Regions from separate parts of the Mus musculus genome. Here region 1 is linked to region 2. A link is a contact called in public HiChIP or PLAC-seq data. All regions are on one chromosome and are shown on one strand. Each heading gives the region's core, a stretch centred on a gene start, on an enhancer-like site or on the middle of the called end of the contact. The rest is flanking DNA. Distances are from core to core; before and after follow the strand shown.

Region 1 (4,657 bases), core at 34-2,533, 140 kb before region 2:
GGGAAGGACTAGGAGGTGTGGCCTTGTTGGAGTATGTGGCCCTTGTTGAAGATGTGTCACTAGAAGTGACTAGAGGCCGGCCCAGTCTTTCTCTATTGTAAGACCTCAGCTGCTGCTTCAAGGCCACTCATGCCTGCCTGCTGCCATGCTCTCCTCCATGAGAGTTTAAATGCTGTGTGCTGAGCATATCTGTGTGCATTGTACTTTGACTGGAAGTACTGTTTGTTCAAATCACCACAAAAATATCCATAAAAGCATGGTGCACTTACTATATTAGAATGTCGTTAGGCAGCAATTCTTCAGCTTTTATTTATATAGCAGCGAATATATATAGATATATACCATAGAGTATAGATATAGATTAGATACAGAGGTAGATATAGCTTCCATGGTTTGGGATGTAAAATCCCTAGTCTAAAATGGAAATGATTAGGCTAGGTGAAGTAGCACTAAGGAGACTGAAGCAGGGGAAATGTGGAGTGCAAGGTCAAATGTAACTGCGGGGCTGGAGAGATGCCTCAGTGAGTGCTTAAGCACTCTAACTGCTCTGCCAAAGGACCTGGGCTCAATTCCCAGCTCCACAAAGCAAATCATAACCGTCGGTCCCAGAGGAATCCATAGCCTTCTTTTGGCCTCCATGGACTCCAAAAAGCACACGTGGCGCACACCTATACAAACATCCAAAACACCCACACACATTTATTTACAAAAAGGCAACCGCAAGTGCTGTGGGCACAAACCTGCAGAGGCAGAGAAATCACTGCAAGCTCTGAGGCCAGCCTGGCTGGTCTACGTAAGTGAGTTCCAGGCCAGGCGCAGTGAGACGACAACTCAAAACAATGGCATGAAGTAAGTAAACAAACGGGGCTGAGAAACGCCAAAAAGCTCAAGCCAGAGGCGCTTTTGCGATCGACACCATGTCTACAAGAAAACGGTTTTCCGGAAGCACATACACAATATGCTCAGCAGTACGCACTGTTGCTGCGGAAAGACTGCCATTGCCGCCTGGCACCGTTATCTATGCCCGAGGTCTTCTCCTCCGAGCCTGCCAACCACGGCGCCTGGCTGAAGGAACAAACTTTTGGTAAGAGCAGACAGAGCGCCTCACCGCTGCCTGAAGCCTCGACGCTGCGCCTCCTGGTGGTTCCTCAGCGCCGCCGTTGAACGAGCCAACCCCGGATCGGTGTTTCCGCGGTAGAGCATGCGCATTGCAGAGCCCGAGGCTTCCAGCCAATCAGAGAGCCCTAGTCCAGTCAGTCCTTCCCTCTGCACTGCAGGAGGCACGGCAGCGAGTCCCGTGGCACCGCGCGTGCGCACGCTGAAGGGGCGGGGCTTCCTCGGCAAGATGGCGGCCGCGGCCACCGGCCTGCGCCAAGCTGCTGCTGCGGCAGCCAGTACCTCGGTGAAGCCCATTTTCAGTCGCGACCTGAACGAGGCCAAGCGGAGGGTGCGCGAGCTCTACCGCGCTTGGTATCGGGAGGTGCCGAACACCGGTGAGAGGCAGGGGTGCATTCGGGGCGCCGGAGGCACCTGCCCAAGGTCTCTCGGCCGAGCTGAGGTCACGTAGTGGGACAGAAACGAGCCCTGGGCTTCGGGGGAAGGGGGTCACCCGAGCCAGAGTGCCCCACACCGGGACAGGGCTTCCGAGCGCCCCAGTTGCTTTGGTGGCCTTTGTTCCTTATTTCTTATGGAGCCCCTGGGAGGGGCGTCCGCGGTCCTGAGCTAGCCCCGGGTGCTTCTTGAACCCAGCTTTACAGTTCCAGAGAAGGTTCTAGATGCCCATTCGATTTTGTAACTAAAGTGGCGAAGGGCTTTAGCAGTTATCTGTTACTTAGTCTGGAGAACAAACTGCATCACGAGAGGGAAACGACTTGACGAAGGTCACCCAGTAGCTGCCTGCTGCCCTTTGAAGCCTCCAGACGAAATGGCCCCTCAGAGCTCCCCAGCTTTGCTCACTAGATCAGCTTGCCCCAGAATTTTGAAGTCTAACCCCCTTCTGCTGCAAAACACGCCTTTTCCCGTAGGTGGGAGAATCTAGTCTGTTCACCTGAGTGGCGAGTGTGAATCTGCAATCTTGGTTGTCTCCCTCAATGCTGCCACTGTAGTGGATTTTAAAAGGGGGTTAGCGAGAGTTCAAATGTCCTACATATGTCAGGGACATCTTTTGTTGTTGAGTAGACATGTATTTAACTTGAGCTGATCTGAGGGGAAAGGCGTTTTCCAATGAGTAACAACAGCTCCACAGCACGCCTCAGCACTGCTTGAGAGGCAGCCACACTGTCCTCAGTTTCGACCTTTATTAGCTGTGTGACCTTGGGTAAGATTTTTCACCGGTATTTGCTCATCTGTGAAATGGCCATAATACTGTCTTCTTCCGGGAGTTACTGTATTAAATAGGTTACTTAAGTAACTGATATAAAACTCGGGGGAGGCACTGATGGGAGAAGATTCCTCTTAGTTATTAGAACACAGACTGGAGAAAAAACAAAACAAAAAAACCATGCCCACCTCAGGCTGGAGTTTACCTGACAGTAGTTATAATACTGCACCCTTCAGTCTCTGGGCCTGATGCTTCACAAATACTAAGATTCTGAGTGACGGGTTCTGTCTCAACTTAAACTTGTCTCAGTTTGTCATTGTACAGTTCTTTCCTGAAATCCCTGTGTGCGCACTGACCTTGGTGACAGCTCTCTCAGAACCTAGCCTAGTGTTCACCATTTCTGCAATCACTGAATTGGAGTATAACAAAAGATTCAAACCTGATTTAGACACAGCATGATTTTGTCTGTGTTTTTGTGACTTTTTGTTGTTTTGTTTTTCTGAGACAGCGTCTCACATTGTAGCCTTGGCTGGCCTGGAACTTGCTACGTAAACCAGGCAGGCCTTGAACTCAAAGAGCCATCTGCCTCTGTGCTACCACACCGGGCTTGGTTTTGTTTTTGGGTGTTGTGTTTTGGTTTGGTTTGTTGTTTTTTGTTTTTTTGAGACAGGGTTTTTCTGTATAGCCCTGGCTGTCCTGGAACTCACTTTGTAGACCAGGCTAGCCTCGAACTCAGAAATCCGCCTGCCTCTGCCTCCCGAGTGCTGAGATTAAAGGCGTGCGCCACCATGCCCAGCACTGTTTTTGTTTTTGTTAAGGTTTTGCCTCAATTCTGGGATTAAAGGCATCTGCCACCATGGTTGGCTGATTGCAGTTTTATAGATCAGAGTGGACATGTCACAAGAATGGCCAGTGCACAAGGTATCTTCACTAAATGAATATACTGACCTCTGTAGCCAGAATGTTTAACACCTAGTGATCCTTTTGTATCCTTGGTGTCCTCAGCAAATCTGCCGAAGGCTGAGTGTCAGGGGATGGGTGACTAAAGCCTGCTTTTCTCTTTTGAAACAAGATCTTGCTGTGGATTCATAGCACCATACACAGCCACGGCAAACCTCCAGCCTGTAGGCTGGGTTTACAGTCCTGTTACCACTAAGTCCAGTTTACAACCTAATCTCCAAAGGACACCCATGTAGCACATTAAGTTCAGTCACCTGAGTTTGTGCCACTGTTTAGCCACTGACTTAATAGATTGGTGAATACTGTGACTTTTTAAATGTATTTTATTACTTTTTAAAGTTGTGTGTGTGTGTGTGTGTGTGTGTGTGTGTGTGTGTGTGTGTGTGTGTGTGTGTGTATGGGAGGGTGCAGGTAAATCCCAAGTGTCCGCAGAGGTCAGAGGCATGGGTGGGTCCCTGGAGCTGGAGTTACAGGGTTTTTGAGTTGCCTGACATGGTTGCTGGGGATTGGAAAGGCGATGCTGAGCCACCTCTCAGCCTCCTCCCTTTTTAAGGGAAGAGAAGTTTATTGTGTTCGGTTTCAGTCCCTTATCTGGGGGTGGTGGTGCAGGGTGGTGTGACTCATGGCTCCACAGTGGCAGCCTTGTATCTTGTTTGCAGTCATAGGTGACTGTCCCACTCTCAGTTAAGGCTTAGAGTCATGTCCTTCCCCAGGTTGTCTGATGGTTTGATTACAGCCTTCCCTCCCTGTGCAAACTCTTGGCAGTACCCCTTAGCTCCCAAATTCATATAGTACTTAACACCTACACATTATTTTACAGAGATTTCAACTCTGGTGCCTTTATTCTTGCTGGTTATTCCATATAAAAATAATATGGTAGTATATTTTATATCCCATATAAAAACAATATTCCTCAGTGATGGAGCCCTTGCCTAACATGTGCAAGGCCCTAGATTCTGCCTCAGCCTGCTCCGCCCATACACAAAAAGCAAGGTAGGTACACAGCCTCTCCAGAAGCCCACTCAAGAGCACTGAGATCCAGGTTGGGCAGTTTAGTAAGGCATGTATCCAGGCTAGGGTTGGGCTATGCGGAATAAAGTAACTGAGCCACTTGTACATGTCCAGTGGTCACCCACTGACATAAGCTTCTAAAACCATGCTTAAAAGGTCTGATTTCTACAGTCCAGTTTTCTCTTTAGTGCACTTAATGCAGCTGGATATCACGGTGAAACAAGGACGGGATAAAGTCCGAGAAATGTTCATGAAGAATGCCCATGTCACAGACCCCAGAGTGGTTGATCTGCTGGTCATTAAGGTAACTGGCCCTCTCTGGCAGACTTAAAAGAGCCGCTGGCTTGTCCTGAGCCCCTGAGTCTT
Region 2 (4,586 bases), core at 592-3,091:
GGTCTTGAACTCCTAATCCTCAAGTCTACAGGTATGCACGACCAGAACCAAATTGCCAGCTTTCCTTCCCTTCTTCTTCTTCCTTCCCTTCCCTTCCCTTCCCTTCCCTTCCCTTCCCTTCCCTTCCCTTCCCTTCCCTTCCCTTCCCTTCCCTTCCCTTCCCTTCATTCCTTTCTTTTTCTTTTTTTCTTTTTCTTTTTCTTCTTTTTTTGTTTTTTGTTTTTTTTTCCAAGACAGGGTTTCTCTGTGTAGCCCTGGCTGTCCTGGAACTCACACTGTAGACCAGGCTGGCCTCGAACTCAGAAATCTGCCTGCCTCTGCCTCCCAAGTGCTGGGATTAAAGGTGTTCTTTCTTTTCTTGAAACAGAATTTTCCAATAAAGACTGGGCTAGCCTGGAACTCACCGTGTAGACCTGTGGTTCTCAACCTAGGGGTTGGGTGTCGAATATCCTACATATCAGATATTTACACTACGATTCATGACAGTAGCAAGATTACAGTTATAAAGGAGCAATTAAACAATTTTATGGTGGGGGTCACCATGAGGAACTATGTCACAGGGTTGCAGCATCAGGAAGGTTGAGGACCTCTGATTTAGATTAATTTTGCCTCAAGGAATCCCCCTGCTTTGTCCTTAGTGTGTGAAAGGACACTATTTTGTTCTGTTTGCTTTTTGAGACAGGGTCTCAGCACATTGCCCTGGCTGGTCAAAGTTGTGAGCCCAAGTGGTCCTCCTTCTTCAACCTCTCCGCAAGCCTTCAGTACTGCTATGCCATTGCTGGCACCAAGAAGACCTTTTTGTTGTTGTTGGTTTTTTTTTTTTTTTTGTTTTTTTGTTTTTTTTTTTTTTCTCGAGACAGGGTTTCTCTGTATAGCCTTGGCTGTCCTGGAACTCACTTTGTAGACCAGGCTGGCCTCGAACTCAGAAATCCATCTGCCTCTGCCTCCCAAGTGCTGGGATTAAAGGTGAGTGCCACCACTGCCTGGCTCCAAGAAGACCTTTTGACCTTAACCATAGCAACTGAGGCAGGGAGAGGCAATGACTGGCATCAGGGTCATATTCTCCTTAGCAGCTCAGCGGGGGAGTGGTGGAATGGGGCATTGAGCCATGCCTCCTCATTCTTTCCCTAAGCTTGTGAAAGGACCTGGGAGTCCCAGGGAGTGAGAGTTGAGGACAGACAGGGGAGTACAACTGGCCTGGTCCCCAGGACCTGCTCAGCCTTCTATAGCAGAGGCCGCGGAGGGGAGCCGACCACTTGAGGGCTCTGGCCAGACTGTTTCCAGAACTGGGACATCCTAGGACCCCAGCCAAATGTCCAGGTTTTAGAATCAGGGCACATGCTCTGGGGCAGACCAGAGAGGGGTTGATCAAAGCTTGATTCTGCCATTTTTGTGTTGGGGGTCCTTATTGTGCCTTCCTCATTCATGTCAGGACCAGACACAGGAATGGAACATTGGGGCGTGTGTGTGTGTGTGTGTGTGTGTGTGTGTGTGTGTGTGTGTGTGTGTTTGTGAGTCCCTTCCCAGTGAATTCCAGGCTGCTTTGATCTCTATGCCTCTGTCCCCTTACTTAAAAAAGCAGGGAATCGCTCATCCAAGGTTGCCAAGATCCGAATCCCCAGATCTTAAGCTGAGCCCCCTCGAGGGCCCAATTCCGACAACAGTTTGAGGGAGGTCTTGGAGAGGGTCCCTGGTCGGGCGCGCTTGCTGCACTGACCTTACAGAACCCCTCCCTCCCGGCGCAGCGGCCGCGCTCCTCCCCCGGTTCTGCCTCCCTCCCGCCCTCCTCCCCTCGCTCCCTCCCGCCCGCCCGAGCCCGCGCCGAGCCCGCGCCGGAGCCGGAGCCGGAGCCAGAGCGCGGGCACCGCGGAGCGGGCGGCGGGAAGACAGAGGTGTCCGGCGACCCGCCGCCCGGCGCAGTCTCCAAAAGACCCAGGCCCCGCACGCCCTCCCGGGTCAGAGGGAGCTGGGGACTGTGCAGGCGAGCACTCGCCGCCCGCCTCCACCGTGCGCAGTCCGAGGTGAGCCCCGGAGGAAAACGCGCCCACCGGAGATCCAGCCCCGCGTACTCTACACCGAGCTCACTTGTGTCTGGAACCGCAGACGCACCAGGAGGCGTCGGCGGGGAGACTGCGCGGGCAGCTGGGCGACCGAGCGACCGGTCCCGGAGGGCTGGGGGAGCCTGGCAGAGCGGCCACGCGCCGAGCCATGCGCCGGGCGCAATAGCAGAAGGAGCGGGCTGCATGGAGCGCGCTGGGGCGCGGGGACAGCGCTGTGGCCGGCGCTCGCATGGGCTCCCGCTCGCACTCCGACTGGCGCTGCTGCTGGCAGGGTCGCCGTCGGGCCGCGCGGGGGCTCCCGAGGAGCAGGAGATCGCAGGGTCCGGTACCGTGGCACCGGCGGGAGGCGACCGCTGCCGCGGCTATTACGACGTGATGGGCCAGTGGGACCCGCCCTTCAACTGCAGCTCGGGCGTCTACAGCTTCTGCTGCGGCACGTGCGGCTACCGCTTCTGTTGCCACGACGGCCCGCGCCGCCTGGACCAGAGCCGCTGCTCCAACTACGACACACCGGCCTGGGTGCAGACTGGCCGGCCGCCCGCCCGCGCCCGTGACACCGCCGCCCCGCGCGACCCGGCCCGGGAGCGCAGCCACACTGCGGTCTACGCGGTGTGCGGTGTCGCCGCTCTACTCGTGCTGGTCGGCATCGGGGCGCGCCTGGGCCTGGAGAGAGCGCACAGCCCCCGCGCTCGGCGCACGGTGACCAGGTGAGTGCGCCCGCTTGCCTGCCCGCCCGTCCTGTCTTCACTGTCCCTAGCTGGCTCCAAATTTCACTGCAACTGCATCCTTCTGGACCCTCTAAATCTTTGGCCTCTCCGCAGTCCCTTTCTCTTTTTGTTTTGTTTTGTTCTTTTGGACCTCTCTCCCCCGTCTCTGCTTCACAGAGGGAGATAGATACCTGATAGCTCTCTCTCCCCTTGACCTTCCCTGCCTGTACTGGGCTCTGGATCCTCCTTGTGGCTCTAACCTCCTCTGCGGAAGACAAAAAGTCGCTGTCCAAGGAATGAGGCACGGACGATGGTCAGGAAAGCCACTGGACTGGGGCAGTTTTAAGGTGGTCGTGGGCTTAGCGAAGGGAGAGGATGCTTGCCGGGTTCCCTTGCTGCATCTCCCTCTCCCGCCCTCCTCCCACCTCCATCCATTTCCCCAACCCAGTGTGACTCAAACCTGACCTTCATTCCTTGGAATTTCAGAAGCATCCCCTCCCCAGTAAAACCCCGCCCCCCCGCAAAGGTTCCCCCCCCCCCCGCAAAGGTCTGGCTTTCCAGCTGCTCAGAATGGGAGTGTGGAGGGATGTAGACCTGTGTTTTAGAGACCTGCCAGATGCTGGCTAAGTTTTGAGTTTATTTTGACTTGTCAGCCGAATGGGAACGCTGGGAGCTGAAATTCTGTCCTGACCATGGCTGGATCTCTTCCACTTAGGCCCCCCAGCAAATCCCCTGCCCTGTTTGTGCTCTCCCTTCCTTTCCACCCAGGTCCCAGCCCCACTGGGCATGTAGACTGTTGGCACCACATGCAACAGGCAGCAAGTGGGAGTTATAATAAAGAGCTGCCCCTTCTCCCCCTCCCCCACCATACACATGTGGTGGACCAGATGTGCACAGGGGCAGATCATGAGAGTAGTTGCCCCCAGACCACTTAGCCCATCCCTTCCAGACACCTGGAGGGCAGAGAGGGTGATGAGCTGTCCCCATAGACAACCCAGCCGTCAGCCCAGCTGCCTGCAGTACCCAGGACCCATGATTTTCTCCCACTTGGCCTGACCCTCCTGGTGGGGCTGAGTTATGGCTGATTAACGAAGAGGCACACTGAAAGACACCTGAGGTGGCCAAGGATCAGCTGCAAGGCGTCTGCAGGTTGCCTAAGATGACCTCGCCTTTCCCACTCCTCAGCCGCTTGTGCCAATTATCCCACCACCTATCCCACCACCAGGCACTTTGTGTTTCTTTGAAGCCACTGGATTGCAGCGGGAATTAGCAGGGGCTTCTGAATGCTGCAGGGGCAGAAACTCAGCCTCTGAATGTGGGAATCTCTCTTCCAGGACAAAGGTGGACAGTGGGGAGGCCAGAGAGATAGTGGGAGCCAGAGACCCACTGTAGTATAGGGGTGGCTGGGCCAGTCTATAGCTGACTTGTTCATCTGCAAAGCTCCACCTGCAAGCCCAGGTTTGGTTGTGTGCTCACAACCATGTGCTTTGACTCTCTTCTCTGGGCTCCTGGGCAGTGTGTTCTGAATCCCCTGCCCACGTTTCTCTCTCATTCAGCCATGCTGATTCTGACAGCTAGGGAAGGATGGCTAGAGGGGTTGGAGCGGACTGGAGTCGGGCCTTGGAGAATCCGTGCAAAGGCCCAGAGGCTCGAGGCTCCTTCCTTTCCTACACAGAACTGACTTATCAGTGCTAGCCCAGTGGTGGGATAATTGGCACGAGCGGCTGAGGAGTGGGAAAGGCGAGGTCATCTTAGGCAGCCTGCAGACACCTTGCAGCTGATCCTTGGCCACCTCAGGTGTCTTTCAGTGTGCCTCTTC

What was found. HiChIP or PLAC-seq counts read pairs in DNA pulled down with a chosen protein or histone mark.
Region 1: an H3K4me3 HiChIP or PLAC-seq map of embryonic stem cells shows a contact between it and region 2, with 9 read pairs. The contact joins the promoter of Ndufa6 here to the promoter of Shisa8 in region 2. A contact is called at or near these places in 1 of 39 promoter capture datasets (pre-B cells), 4 of 115 datasets of contacts at active chromatin or transcription factors (embryonic stem cells, memory CD8 T cells and pancreatic cancer cells) and 2 of 9 other capture datasets (adipose tissue and pancreatic islet).

The regions. Positions count from the first base shown.
Region 1 is chr15:82,350,917-82,355,573 of GRCm38.p6, reverse strand. Ndufa6 (NADH:ubiquinone oxidoreductase subunit A6) reads left to right here and starts at 1,283. Exons shown (of 3, transcript NM_025987.3): 1 at 1,283-1,493; 2 at 4,480-4,595. The coding sequence starts at 1,346.
Region 2 is chr15:82,210,070-82,214,655 of GRCm38.p6, reverse strand. It overlaps Shisa8 (shisa family member 8), which reads left to right and starts at 1,841. Exons shown (of 4, transcript NM_001207021.1): 1 at 1,841-2,767. The coding sequence starts at 2,244.